Linked DNA regions of Mus musculus: region 1 is linked to region 2. Evidence: chromatin contacts called from public HiChIP or PLAC-seq data. All regions are on one chromosome and are shown on one strand. Each heading gives the region's core, a stretch centred on a gene start, on an enhancer-like site or on the middle of the called end of the contact. The rest is flanking DNA. Distances are from core to core; before and after follow the strand shown.

What was found. HiChIP or PLAC-seq counts read pairs in DNA pulled down with a chosen protein or histone mark.
Region 1: an H3K4me3 HiChIP or PLAC-seq map of bone marrow-derived macrophages shows a contact between it and region 2, with 2.5 times the contacts expected there. The contact joins the promoter of Aopep here to the enhancer-like site in region 2. A contact is called at or near these places in 5 of 39 promoter capture datasets (the C10 cell line, embryonic stem cells, hematopoietic stem and progenitor cells and 1 more), 10 of 484 Hi-C or Micro-C datasets (the C10 cell line, the N1E-115 cell line, bone marrow-derived macrophages and 7 more), 5 of 115 datasets of contacts at active chromatin or transcription factors (CD8 T cells, the HPC-7 cell line, the SCID.adh cell line and 2 more) and 2 of 9 other capture datasets (adipose tissue and liver).

Annotation. Positions count from the first base shown.
Region 1 is chr13:62,963,454-62,966,172 of GRCm38.p6, forward strand. Aopep (aminopeptidase O) reads left to right here and starts at 1,440. Exons shown (of 16, transcript NM_001289926.1): 1 at 1,440-1,566.
Region 2 is chr13:62,926,122-62,928,821 of GRCm38.p6, forward strand. No RefSeq gene overlaps it. Among named protein-coding and RNA genes, the nearest start is that of Gm40981, 9.6 kb to the left of the region's middle. Within about 2 kb of position 1,445, at least 19 of the 459 cell types and tissues checked have an H3K27ac peak or open chromatin away from gene starts, as enhancers often do. A contact at or near this core is called in the N1E-115 cell line, the SCID.adh cell line, bone marrow-derived macrophages and 1 more, where this site is marked.

The DNA of each region.
Region 1 (2,719 bases), core at 190-2,689, 37 kb after region 2:
CTCCTCACATGCCTCTCCTCTTAGAATTGCAAGCCTGCTGAAGGCTTGGGGATGGTAACATAAGGAGTCCAAGAAGGAAAGAGTTACGGAAAGGGGAAACTGTGTGTGTGTGTGTGTGTGTGTGTGTGTGTGGTCCTACAGTGTTGGGTAACAGGAAGGCAAAGAAGTCAGGATTGAAAGATGGAACAAACCTGGTTCTCACTATAGAGTTCAACAAATCTATTCTAGCACTCACTTTCAGTAACTTTTTTTTTTGTCTAGACTTTTATCTAATCCTTCCCACCTGTCACATCAATTTCCAAATTACCTTTTATATGTATCCATTTTTCTCCATCACATCTCACCAGTCCCTTCTTTCTGTGTGCTTCATGCCCAGCACACACAGCAGCCTGCTCTGCGTTTCAAAACTAGTTCCTGTCACTCACTCTTCCCTGGCGACAGAATCCACGCTCCTTGCTTACAGTGGCCCAGAAATGTGCTGCAGGATGGGGCCTTTGGGCCTTGTTGGTTTCACCCTGTGTTCTTCAAGGGCGCCACAAGCTGCATGTACTAGGTGCTTCTGATCCTTCTAGCTGCTTTGCTCGCAGGTCTTTATAGCCTTCCCCTCTCTTCCCAGTTAAATGAGTCTCCTCAGAGGGTATTAGACCTCCTGTAGTGAAGTGGCTCTGACTTCCTTCCATTTTTCAGAGACTTACTTCCATATGTGTACCTCTAAGAACATCCATACGAGAATTAGCTGATGTGGTGCAGCTTAACTCAGTGGTTAAGAGCATTGGCTGCTGTTGCAGAAGACCTGGGTTTGGTGTACAGCACTCACGGGGTAGCTTACAACTATCTCTGCAGCTCCAGTTCCAAGGGGGTCCATTTGTACATTCGTGTACCTAGACATACATACAATTACACACCACCCCACATACTAAATGAATTTTTAAAAAGGGAATATTCTGTTGAACTATTCAGAACTTGCTTTCTCAACCAAAGATTGTCTCTACAAAGGCAAGCACAACTGGCCCACTTTTGTAGCCGCAGATACTGTAACTGTCTGTATGGCGCATAGTATGATCTTATTTAAGGCACTGTGCTGGGATGAATATGTAAAGTCCAATCATATGCTTCAGAAATGTGGAATGAAGAATAAACAGCGCACTCAGGAAGCAGAGGCAGGCTGATCTCTGAGTTCGAGGCCAGCCTGGTCTACATAGTAGGTTCCAGACCACTCAGAACTACACAGAGAGACCTGTCTCAAAGGCAAAAACGACACATTTGTATTTCAGTGAGGCGTGCGTGTAGTTCACGCGTCTGGAGTCTTGATACCGTGGCCACTAGCAGCCCTGCGCCTGCGCAGTAGCGGCCGAGGAACTGGCCTACAGGGGGTGGGAGGGGGAAGCGGCCGACCCTGGCGCGTGTTGATGACGCAATTAGTGTTTGCCTGGTAGCCCGTGGTAACCCGGAGTCTGCGGAAGTGTAGCTGCAGCAGCACCGCAGCTGAGACAGGTAACCTGCAGCTCCGGTGTCAAGCAGCCGCTCCGGGTTATGCGGACCCACGACCTCTGGTGGGGTGAGCAGGTAGGATCCGATCCGTCTTGCCCTGTGGTGAGCCAGTGGGATCCTGTTCGCCTCTTGTGAAGCGAGGCGGTGGGATCCTGTCTGACTTGTCTGGGGCGAGCCCTTGGGATGCTGTCACATAAATTGTAGCCGCAGTATTAGCGCTCAGCACTTGCGGCGACCGCTACCTGCAAAGGTGGTGCTCATGGTAGACGGAAACCACACCGGCCAGCGGAGCGGTGCTTAGAGCTGTTTTCAAAGGTGACAACTGGGCTCGTGTTGATGCTGAATTCAATTCTGATCCCTCGTGCTTTTGTTTTGTTTCCACGTGCAACTAGCGCATTCATTTCAGAAGGGTGTGTTGTGCTCCGTGTGATTTGAGAAGGCTGCTAGTGATTTCCTAGTTGGTAAAGATTAGGTTGTCCCGTATTGGGAGCTACAGAGAATAATATTGTTTACTGTCGACTTGTCTTTTAGACTCCAGGGATTGTGCCCTGCACTTACATTTCATTGTCTCCTTAGTTCATGCAGTATTGCAAGTTATGAACTATTATGTTTGCCTTACAGAGAAAATAACTGAGGCTCAGCTCCATCAAATTGACTGGGTGAAAAATTCCCAGTAACCAAAAGCAAAGGGCAAGTTTAAATTCAAGGTTATGCATGGCTTCAAGGTCTCTCTCTCTCCTCTCCTCTTCCTCCCCTTTAAAAATAACCACCATCAGTGGTCAAATTCCAGGCTTTTTACATTAGTCATATGTGATTCCATACGTTTATTCACCCATCTGACCATATGAATTGTGTGTGTAACACACACATGCACGTGTGCAATACGTGTACGCATGTGGAGACAAGGGATAACATCAACTGTGGTTTCATAGATGCTGGCCACCGTTTTTTGTTTATGTGTTTTTGAGACAGGTTCTCTCACTGGCCTAGAGCTTGCCAGGTAGATTGGTTTAGCCAGCAACTCTTGAAAATGCCCGCCTCTATCTCCCCAGCACTGGAATCACAGACCTGAAACTTTCCACTCAGGTTCTGGGGACCGAACTTGCGTCCTCGTGCTTACACAGCAGGTGGTTTTCAGCCTGAGATGCCGCCGAAGCAGCAGCAGCAGCTGCTTCTTCTTCTTCTTCTTCTTCTTCTTCTTCTTCTTCTTCTTCTTCTTCTTCTTCTT
Region 2 (2,700 bases), core at 195-2,694:
TTACCAAATGCTCACAGCCCTGTGTTCCAGGACCAGTCACTATAAACTATGAATGTTTACGTTTTCTCCCATTATTTTTGACATCCATCCTATTAAATTCTGTTTCAAAAGAGAGGCTGGAAACATGGCTCAGCTGGTAAAAGACTTGCCTAATATACCCAAAGCCCTGGGTTTGATTTCCAAAACCTCACAAACATAGCACGATGGTGCATGCAATGCTAGTATTGGAGAAATGGAGACAGCTGACTAGATGTTCAATGTCATTCTCAGCTACATAGTGAGTTCAAGGTCAGCTTCGCACTTCTTGAGATTCTATCTTAAAACAAGAAAATAGTAATCCCTTATGCGTTTTCTCTCTTGGTTGGTGTGCAGTAAGAATGTTTTTAATTTTCTGCATATGACTCTTTAAATGGTCACCATCATCCTGATTTTAGCTCCTTGAAAACAGAGCAGGTGGAGACCATAACCTATGCTCTTTGGTTTGGAACCCTGAGGCTAATGACACAGCTGGCCATGGAGAAATCCCCAGGAGGTGGCAGTATGGGTCATGAAACCACCAATCCACACAAAACCCCTGAATTACAAGCCAGTGACTCCTCTGGTACAACCAGCAAACCTGGGCCTTTCTACACAGCACTGGAAACAGCAGCCAGATCATGAGAGAGAGAGAGAGAGAGAGAGAGAGAGAGAGAGAGAGAGAGAGAGCGAGCATGTGAGGTGATTGTTTTCCAACCTTGTGTGGTCTTTTATTCTTGTTAAAGAGGAAAGCCTTGAATTAAAATGCTAACCTTCATTTAAAGAAAGCTATGGCTCAGACCTTGGAGATGTTTGTTAGCGATTTCAACATGTCAATATCACCTCGCTATCCTGTCTTCTGTTGGTCTAAGAGTTCCAGGCAGAAACCTCTTAGTGTCAGTATTATTTAGATTTATGAACAATAGTGAGGACCAAAATAGAGAGATCACAGAAGGATGGAAGAAATGGCACATGGGCTCTTTTTAATCCCTTCAAGTTCATGATCCTCTTGGCCTCTGTCTTCAGAATGCTAAGGTCACAGATACACTCACTATGCACCACAATCTATTTCTTCAGTGCTCACTGGCTCCATGAGCCTCAGGTTCCCTTAACTCTCTAACCGCAAGAATCTTCATTTGTTTTAGCTTTGTTGTTTGCTTTGTTTTGTATGTATAGCATGTCACCTTGATTCGCAATGTTGTATGTAGCACAGCTCAGGAGAGAAAGTGACTTAAAAAACTACAAAGTAGAAGTTGTACTTCAGAAATACTGTTTCCATAAGTGTAGTCTAGGTGTGAGTGACTCTTAAGCACCATTGGATTATAGTTACCCACTGTGCCTGTTAAAATGTGGCTTGGTAAGGTCTGCCCTGGGGTTTCTGGTTCAGTAAGTCAAGGGTGGGGCAGAAAATCTGCAGTTGAAACCTACTCCCAGTGCTACTGTCACTGTGATCGATAAGGACCTCAGAGAGTTGCTTAATGGAGCTATGTCAGGACAAGTTGGTACTTGGGACACAAAATTTAGGAGTGTTGTTGTTGGGAAATGCTGTCCTAGTCTTCCTCTCCTGGGTGTTGTCATAGATGATGTCATCATACTAATCATGTCATTTCCAGCAGAGACAGTAGTTTCTTTTTAATTGTGTGTATGAATGTGTCTCTGTGTGGGTATGTGTGTGTGAATGGGAATGCCTGGAAGGCCAGAGATTTGATTCCTTGGACATGGAGTTACTGGCAGTTGTGCACCTCATGTGGGTGTTGGGGACTGAACTTGGGTCCTCTGTGAGAGCAGCAAAGCTATCTCTCCAGCCCCAGCATTTTCTGACTATGATGCCAGTTTCCCCCAATGATCTTCCCTAGTGGAAATGAATAATGATATCAACATAGTCTATAGGATACCTTTAAAGCCTAAAGAAAAGCTCAGTAAAGGCCAGGCCCCTGACTCAGAAAACTACAGGACATGGTTGTGTCTGGGATATCCCTGGGATTTCAACCCCTTGCCAATATTCATTTCTCTGTAGTATTCAGCTATTCCTGATATAATATGTACTTGTAGAGTGGGCTCATTTCTTGCTCGCTGAATGCCTTGGTCAATACTACAAGATACCTAAGATCAGATGACTTATGAAGAATAAGGTTTATTTAGCTCAGAATTCTAGAAGCTGAGAAGTCCAAGGTCACAGCACCAGTATCAGCTCGGCATCATGTGAGGGCCCTCTTGTTCGAGAAAATCTATGCTGAATAATAAGACAGCACAGGATGTGTGCTAAACCAAACATGCTAGCTTGAGTCATGTGTCTCTTCTTTAAAAGGTGCAAACTGAATCCTGGGGGTTCCACACTATGACCTCATCTAATCCCAGATGCCACCCAAATTCCTGAGCATAGGATTTGGAGACACATTCCTATGTAGAGGAAATTTGGGGGACACATTAAAACCTCACCGCCCCTATGTTTCCCCTCACCCCCCCAAATGTGGAGAGCAGAGACTTGACTTAGATGTTCCAGTGGGGGGCCAGTAAGAGGAGTACAAGAATTGGGTTGGGTAAGGGATAAGTCCTGGCAGTGTGTTCTTTTCCTGACCACTTAGGATTTTGTGAGGCACAAAATATAACAGAGACTATTTAATGCCTGCCAGAGTGATTTAAGGAATGTGTCCTCATTCTGTCAAAATAAACACCACCTATTAT